2 separate regions of the Cyprinus carpio genome follow, and region 2 is linked to region 1. A link is a contact called in public Hi-C data. All regions are on one chromosome and are shown on one strand. Each heading gives the region's core, a stretch centred on a gene start, on an enhancer-like site or on the middle of the called end of the contact. The rest is flanking DNA. Distances are from core to core; before and after follow the strand shown. Region 1 overlaps LOC109105485 (serine/threonine-protein kinase WNK4-like). Region 2 holds the start of LOC109105485 (serine/threonine-protein kinase WNK4-like).

What was found. Hi-C and Micro-C count contacts between places; a contact is called where the count stands out from the background.
Region 2: a Hi-C map of liver shows a contact between it and region 1, with 3 times the contacts expected there. The contact joins the promoter of LOC109105485 here to the enhancer-like site in region 1. A contact is called at or near these places in 5 of 8 Hi-C or Micro-C datasets (liver, red blood cells and skeletal muscle).

What each region holds. Positions count from the first base shown.
Region 1 is chrB3:31,437,469-31,442,078 of ASM1834038v1, forward strand. LOC109105485 (serine/threonine-protein kinase WNK4-like) reads right to left here. Exons shown (of 19, transcript XM_042720767.1): 9 at 4,075-4,132; 10 at 3,246-3,397; 11 at 2,986-3,102; 12 at 1,758-1,931; 13 at 1,088-1,139; 14 at 772-900. Among protein-coding and RNA genes, the nearest start is that of LOC109105485, 41 kb to the right of the region's middle. Within about 2 kb of position 2,708, at least 1 of the 8 cell types and tissues checked has an H3K27ac peak or open chromatin away from gene starts, as enhancers often do.
Region 2 is chrB3:31,479,206-31,483,859 of ASM1834038v1, forward strand. It overlaps LOC109105485 (serine/threonine-protein kinase WNK4-like), which reads right to left and starts at 1,493. Exons shown (of 19, transcript XM_042720767.1): 1 at 568-1,493. The coding sequence starts at 1,206.

The DNA of each region.
Region 1 (4,610 bases), core at 1,458-3,957:
TCAGAAAGCCAACTGAAGAGTGGGATACATGAGATATCGAGATAAATAGGCATGGAAAAGTACTCTGAGTAACAATGACACAAGTGAAAGATTAAAGAGCGAGACAGAGAGCATGTTCATTATGACACCCATCGTACACTGAACGTCCCCAAGAGGTCCGGACTGTACTGATTGTCTGTGTGACAGAACATAGCGCTCATTACCTGGAGAGACCAAAGATGATTGGTTCTGATAGTGGTGATATAATCTGAATTTTGCTTCATGTTACAAATCTAAACATACGTAAATCTGATTACTTAATACAGCAATTGACAGACTAATGTATTTTCAGACACCTGAGGTTGTGCAAAAGCAGGAAACACTAAAAAAAATAGACTATACAGTTGTTTATCAAAACAGTATTTTGGAATACAAGCTTTTATTGAATAGCATGAAACAATGGAGCAATAATGACCTATTTTGTGAAGAAAAAAGACATCTGCTGGGCTTGATTCAAGTTGCATGATCTAACAAGTTTATAGCTATGCTTTAAGTTTCATGTAGATTAATTACCATTTGGATGTAAATGTTGAGTCTCATCCTCATGTAAATTAGATTTCAGCATCAAGTTTTTAGTAAGTACCACTGGTAACCATTTTATGACTTTATGGCCATTATCAATAAAAATTCTCATTGTGGTTTAATTTAGGGTAGAGCTGCTTAGGAATAATATGTATTGTAAAATGCACAGCGCACAAATTCAAGGAAAGAGAAAGTGATTTATTGTTGTACCTGTAGTGTGGAAGGACTGTGACCGCAGGGGCCGGACGGGTGGAACGGCATCGGGATCAACATAAAAGTCGGCGCTCAGTGTAGGTGAGGAACCCCGGGTCACTGGCCCTATACTGGGAGCAGCATAATCTGAAGGACATATAACAATAAAGTTATATCATGATGTGCACTTTTATAATTTTTATATGCTCTTTGCATTTTTAGATTTTAATTAATACATTATTTAGTGCCTTTATTATGATTTTGTATATGATGAGTGCATGTGGTCAGCAATCTGCATGTGTTTTTTTTTTTTGTTTTTTTTTTTTTTTGTTGCATGGAGGAGGGGGGGAGTGTGTGCGAGCGAGGCCCTGTGTGTGGAGATTGGGCTGTGGAGAAAAACAGAGCACACGTTGGCATTAACGTCACCATCTAGAAAAGAGACCAAGTAAGGACCACGTGTGAAAAAAGATAAGAAGATTGTTACACAAGCACAAGTGTACAATCACACTGTTGCAGAGGCCTTTCTAATTAATGACTGTTCAATATTGATGACTAACTACTCTTATTTCAATCATTGTAAGGAACACACTGTGTCTTTGTTCGTTAATTGTCTCTTACATCTGATGACATCAGAAGATTGGATTTCTGAACCACAACATATAAAATCCCAAAGTAAACAACTGAATTCCAAACCCTCGCCAGACACACACATAAAAGTTCTTATATAAGCAATATATAAACATATTCAAAACATTTTTGCCACAAACGTTTTGTCACCATTTGGACAATTTCATACTTTTTGCCTTCATATGATCAATTAAATTGAAAATAGTTTTTAAATAAATTTTTATAAAATGCTAAAATAGAGTAGATATATAGACGTATTTATAATAATTCTCTCTCTCTCTCTCTCTCTATATATATATATACATATCATGTAAATATTATAATAAATATATAATAATCTAAAATTCTTTTAAATGATAAAAACAGTGGATACAAACCTGTGAGGCAGACAGTGAGCCGACTCCGCTCAGATAAGGCAGACGAGCGGTGTCTCTGGGGCCCAGTGGCTCCAAAGGCTCTCTCTTCATCAGGGCCTCCGCTCGACGGATGATGTCCCTCATGCGGTGGATGAATCCCTCTCTCTCCCCAGGTAGGATAAACTCATTATGTACCTAAAAGGGGTGCAAAGAGACAGATAAGTTAATTAGGTTGATATAATTTTGAGTCATCTTGCGTGCTCTTTTGAGCAGAGTTTCTTAATGAGTTCAAAGGTCTCCTTCAAAGCTACTGGAATTCAATATTGATGCAGAGAACAAAGACATGTACTCATTATGTAGCGAAGGGAAACACTACTGTCTATATTTAAGACTCCTAAATCCAGTCTCAAGGCCACTGGATGATCAAAACAACTTTTAGTCACAGCTAACACAAAGAAGCCAAAGAAAGCAGCTAACAAAAGTTATTTTCAGTATCTCTACTAAAAACACACTCACCTCAGATTCAGATTTTTTTGGTGCCTCATATTAATACTGAACTTAACTTTCTATAGCATCTTAAAAACATTCTGCCAATTGTGCAACTGAAAAACACAAATCCATATTACCGCAGAAAAACACTATAGCAGCCAGGGATACAAAAATTACACATTCCAGTGATTTTTAGCACTAATTGAGAATGTGATGAGCACAAACCAGTTCTTTCTTCTGTAGGCTAAAAATATTGTGTAAAATATATGTGAAGTGTCAATGTGGACATATGAGATGTTTTTTTACTGTTGTTTTTGGATGTTATAGTGTAAAACGTTTTAGATGAACATATGAGAGAAATTGTGCATAGGTTTTCCACTGTAGGTTTGAGGTTGCAGAGTTTGTGCAAACACAGAAGCTGAACCATCAACACTTCTCACGGTATAATGCCATTCTCACAAGGAGTGCTGCCTTATCTCTGTCCATGTGTCCTCTTTGACCTTCATAACTTTCAGTTTACAGATTATTAGAGGAGTGCGTGGAGACTAGGAGCGATTGTAAGTGATTGTTTTACATTTTCCAATAAAAAAGACACTATGTAGAAATTGTATCTATTGATAGAAAATCTGTGAATCCAGTTCTGTGAAATTATATCACCATGTGTTTATATATATCCTCTCGGAACAGATATAGAGGAAGGATATATAATTTTTTTTTTTTTTATTTTTTATTATTTTTTTTGAGCGTGTTGCTTGCTTACCATCACTGCAGCAATGTCTTCTGGGTTGTCTCCATCCAAATCGAATTTAAATGTCACCATCTTGCTGTTATGGGTCTGTAGTTGACACTCTACAACCCGATCCACTTTATCTGACAGCTGCATGAAGAAAGACACAGGTAGGGAATGTTTCGTGAGCATTTATCTGCGAGTATATCACAAAAAGGCAATTCATTTTTAAAGCAGTTATCCATTTTTTGAGTTTAGACATGCTTTCCGACTCTAATAGACAGATGAGTCACCCCAGTGATGCGTAGCCGTGAGCGAGCCCTCTTCCTGAGTAGCTTGGTTCCTGTGCGTTTGTTCTGACCTTTCCCGCCTCTCTCCGAAAGACCCTCGTTTCCATCACTCAAACCAGAGGTGACATCAGAAGCATAGCTGTTCCGAGAGGAAGGATATAAAACACATGGTGACATTCCGACTTCCTGAATTTCACAGAACTGGACTTCACAGAAAGTTTCTTTGATCAATTTACCACTAGCACATAAAGGCCAAGTAATTTACCACAAATCTTCTAAATCAGGTTGAGCTAATTGAGTAAGAAGCAACAGCGTCCTTGTGTACCCATTTGACCATATGCTACCTTTGCTTTGCCTTCATCTGGCTTTCTACAGAAATGGCCTTCAAGGTAAATTGCTCCCCTGAGCTAAATCATTACCATTAATGCACTTACCACTAGGCTATGTGCTGTGTATGTGTGTGTCTATATATGAGTCACACAGAAAAAGCACTGCTCTCCACTGGAGCACTATGGGCACTGTGGGTAAACGTGGCATGATGTTGGTCAGTTGGTGAGTAAGATTACAGCTCTCAAAGCTGGGATCAGGTCCACATTTTCTTGACGTCAAAACAAAAGCCAAATCCACACATACAGTGGGGGAGGTTTTATTTTAATGGCAGTCTTGTATAGGACTGAATTTGCGTTCATAGGTTAAGACCAGGCTGATGACATTGCAGGGCATTTAAAGTGAACATTTTTAGACAGGTGTCCCATGTTTAGTGTATAGGGAGCAGTCAACACTGTGTATGTAATTTGTTTTTTTTATATGTTTTAATGTGGACATGTTAGTATAAAAAGATTGGCTGTTGATGGCTGGGCCCTCTCTGTGGTTTGGGACACAGCAATGCTCTGTGGGAGGCATAGGAAAACAATTAGCAATGTAAATTGTGACAAAATAACATTTTATTTTATCATATAAAACGGTAAGGGCATTTTAGGGGCTGCCTGTCTGTTATAATTTTTGTAGTATCAGTCAAAAGGAGTCTGAAATCTTGCATTTCCGTAGTTACATGCACTACCATTCACTTACGCTCACCAAACTTGCATTTGTTTGATCAGAAATACAGTAAAAACAGTAATATTGTGAAATATTATTACAATTTAAAATGACTGTTTTCTATATTCATATATTTTAAGTTGCAATTTGTTCCTGTGATGGCAAAGATACATTTTTAGCATCATTACTCCAGTCTTTAGTGTCACGATACTTCAGAAATCATTCTAATATACTGATTTGCTACTTAAGTAGTGTTTCTTATTATTATAATCAATGTTATAAACAGTTGTGCTGCTTAATATTTTTGTAACATTATAAATGCTTTTACTG
Region 2 (4,654 bases), core at 243-2,742, 41 kb after region 1:
TTCAGTATAGCCTAGTATCAAGACTAAAATGTGAGTTTTTAGAAAACCACTGCCTTGATTAGACTGTAATGTCACATGCTGATGAAAACTGCCTTTCAAAGTAACACGACATCATCAGTGTTACTCTTATTTGCATTAAAGAACAGATGCAGATGCATCTGATTGCTAACAGTGCAAAGATAACAGATACATTATTCGTCCATTCATCATAGGGTGAGTTTAGATATCAGCTGGTCGCAGTCATTGTACAACACAAAGCCAATCTAAATGCTACCATAACTTAGATTGATCACACGCTTTCTCATCACCACCTCCTCATCATCATAAGATATACAGAACCCTTCCTAAAACACTTGCTGACCTGGTGACCTGATAAATGCCACAATGCACATCTATGAACTGATACATACAGTTACTGCTAATAAAAGAATTACTGTTTGAACCATTTCACAGTTACCTGACGTCGCTAGGGGCGCCATACGGCAATTTAGGTTACAACTGCATTCAGACATTTACTGACCGAAAAGTTGACCCCCATTAAAGTAAGTGAACTGTACAAGTTCTTACCTGTAGTTCACACCAAGCAACCTCCACGGTGGTCTCCGTATCCAAGCCTTTGTAGACTGTCTTAAAGGACCCCCTTCCGATCTCAATGTTGAATTTCAGAAACCTTCCATCAGGGGAAGTCGCCACAGCTTTAGTCTCAACTTCGTCTTTTTCCTCCTGCTCGCGTTTGCGCTCAAACGGGGCTCTTGATAAAACAGCTTTCTTCTGGGTGCTTTCTTCATCCGAGTCCGAGCTGGCATCAGCCTCCTGCGCGCTGGGCTCCTCGGTGGCCCAGGTATCAGCTGGCCGCGGGTCCGAGTCTTGCGTCTCAGGTGGAGAGCTGGAGACAGGTGACATTGGAAGAGGAGCGTCTGTCTTTTTCTCATCGTTGGCACCTTCCGATAAAATGTTGTCGGCTGACCACGAAAGAGTTTTTGTCAGAGGTGCGATGCTCTCCTGGGGCTCAACGTCCATGCTGTGGAGTTTGTTAAACCTGTAGGCATTTCTCCTGGAGTTCGCCGAGTGTCTCCTCCGTCTGGGCGGCATGCGCGCTGGGAAGAACGAGTCCGCGTCAAAACCAGCAGGCAAACTCGGGAAGCCAAGACCTGCCATGTCAACCTCAGCTTGTGACATTGTAGTAGATATCTGTGTAGTTAACATTAGAACTGCAGCGCATAATGTAGTGCATTACATTACATTGTCGTGCCCCATAACAAGAGTTCAAGAACGAACTTCTCCAAGAGCGCAATGCAGATAAGCCTATATACCCATATATTTAAAAATCAAAGCGACTGTAAAATAAATGCGAGCGCAAGTTAACGTTCTGTATAAATATTACGCAGCAATCAACTGTAGGTTAATAATTCGGATATCAAGGCATGACGTTCGAGCGCGTCCACGGAGCGCACGCTGTGGCTTCGATTTCCAAGCACAAGTGTCTAGTACGCTACGCTGCTGTGCTAATCTGGTTGCTCCTCCCCGTGGAAAAACACCTTAGTAATTAGTCTGTGAGGGACCACAAACAGTCAAGCTACAATGCCAGAAATGCAGTCCCTCACGTCTCAGAAAGATTACAGATGTCTATTATGGCAAGCTGTTGAAACATTTATTATTTAAAACTTTATTATTCTATAATTCACAATTGTTTTTAATAACTAGTAATTATAAAAATGACAAGTATCTTTCACTTTCACGAGGTTCACTGGATACCTGGACTGGTTGCCGAAGTGACTATATCTCTTCAGTTTATATTTATTTACAATAATAATAATAATACTTTTTTGATACAAGCATCTGTAACTGGGTAACAAATTGCAAACTTGTATCATTAAATTCCATGAGGATCATAAATAAATATAATTCCAAAAATAAATAAATAAATAAATAAACCCAGACCATTTCAGTTCACCCTCAAATGTTGATATGCACAGATAAAAATTTAGCAATTTATTACTAAGATTAGCAATAACTAGAACAGATTAATAAGTACTAGTGAATAACTGAATAGAAAATGTACTAGAATATAATGAATAATTTCTAGTGAGCTGAAAATATCAGAATTACTATTAGCTAAAATAAACGCAGAAATAAAAATTCTATAAAAGACTTCAGTTTTAAGGAATAAATGTTGAAACTTCTTGCCACATTACTTTGGGTTTGTCTGTTGCAACATCATTACAGAGTCAATAAGTTAAACTCAGTGCAGGGAACCCCAGATCTTTGAAATCATGAAGCAGTGAATTCAAGAAACGGCTGCTTAATTCAAATCCAAAGTATCAAACCTCCCCATTTAAAAGTGAATAAACTGAACAGATGGAATTATTTCTCTGCAGTTCCCATGAGATTGATTAGTCAGAATCCTTAATGACATTCATGTAATTATTCAAGCTTAAAACTGTCATTGTGCACTCAGAATGATTCAATCCTGCTGCATTCCATTAGCCTGAAGCACATTCAAGAATAAAACTGTATATTTAGGATGAAGTGGACTAAAATAATTTTAAGAATTGGTATGTGATCTGTCATCCGCTAATCTGAATATTGGGTAGAACATGTCCCCCTCAGTGTGGTCGTGACCCCACGATCATGTTACAGTAAGTAGCTAGTACATAACAGAAACTAATAATAACTGATCAGCTGATGAGCAGTATCAGAGTTGCATAAACAGACATCAGATGTAATTAAATCCTCTGCACAGCATGTTGATATAAGCTCAGACGTGTGCCGCACTTCCATACACATCACTCTAGCTAAGACATAAACATGTTGTATTATGACAATACTACATGACACATGACAAATGTTCGTAATGGCTTCATGTGACTATTAATATTATTCCGTTCACATACAGCATGCATATTTCGCATAGCAGTCCAAATAAACTGCTTGGTTTCTTCTTTGCTTTGTCTTACGACAATCACTGAAACTTTTCCGCACCAAGTCATTTATCTCTATAGGTTCATGGTGGCTATTTTGAGCAGCCTCCGTTTCTCTCGCTGTCAGTGTCTTTGTTATGATGGCTTAGTTTCCTAGCAATGAGCTGATGCCCAATTAAAGGACATGGACTGATTGTGATCGCAGAGAAGCGTGAGGGTCAGCGAGGATCTAGCCACTCAAGCATAGGTCATCTGTTTCCAACTGTTTGTGTTTCTAATGGCTTAAATACTCTAAGGATTAACTTTAAATCGCCATGTACCAGTGGGCCACCAGGGAGGTTTCATCCACAGCAGCAGGCGACTTGACAACAGTGTTTGTGTTCATTTTAGACAACAGTGATCATAGGAGCGCTGAACACTCTGGGGCAACAGAACGGGGATAAATTCTGTCATACTTTTTTCACAATCAGCCTATATCCAAACACTGGACCCCATAGACTTTGACAGTATGACAACATAAGGGTGAATAAATTATAGATTTATCCCTTTTGAGTGAATTATCCCTAGCCTGCAAACTGAACGATGCACTTAAATGTGATCTAAAGAAATATCAGAACAAGCACACAAAAGGCTATAGAGTTAATTAAAATTTAAAATTAGCTGACAATGCACTCACTTTCAGGCTATCCAAGATGTAGATGAGTTTGTTTCTTCATCCAAATAGATTTACGGAAAATTTAGCATTACATCACTTGCATTACAGTGAATGGGTGCCGTCAGAATAAAAACCGTGGATAAAAACATCACAATCATCCACAAGTTATCTTGTGAAGTGAAAAGCTGTTTGTATGAAACAAATTGATAATTAAGGCATTTTAACTTAAACCATCACTTCTGGCCAAAATACTAATCCATAATGATTCCTCCGGTGGAAAAGTCCATCCCCTATGGGCACAGACATATTTGTTTTAAATTGTTTTGGATTACTTGCGCTTATAAATAGTAGGCCAACCTGATCTGTGCATATTTCTTTCATGATTCAGACAAGATGACTTTTTCACTAGAAAAACGAATTTTATGGATAGAGGTCTCATATTTTGTCCAGAAGTTAAAAGTGTCTTTATGGTAGATTTATTACAAACATGCAGCTTTTAATGTCACAAGATGTCAACTGATGGACTGGAGTCGTGTGGATTACTTGTGGATTCTTGTGATCATTCTGACGGCACCCATTCACTGCAAAGCATCCATTGGCAGGCAAATAATGTAATGCTAAAATTTCCCAAATCTACTCTCATGAAGAAACAGTACATTTTCTGCAAATGCTCATATTTGGGTGATCTATTTCTTTAACTAAAACTAAAATTAAACTAAAACTAAAACCATTAAAAATAAAAAAGTTACTTAAATGTTAACTGTTATAAAATTTAAAACATTTTACCTTTTTTATTTCAGCTAGTTTAAAACTTAAATGACTAAAACTGAAATCAGAAAAAAATTTAAAAATACAACAAAAACAAATAACAATAAAATTACTGTAACTACATTTCAAAATTAAAATGGAAAACATAAAAATTAAAAGTAAATAGCCAAAATATTAATAAAACTTATTCTATATCATTGATAATAAAACAAAACAGCTAACAGCTTTGTTGGAAACTTTCTTAAGCTGAATGACCGAATGTCTTGCAACCATTCTAAAAAAATCATGTGTCTAAAAATGATAAAGAAGA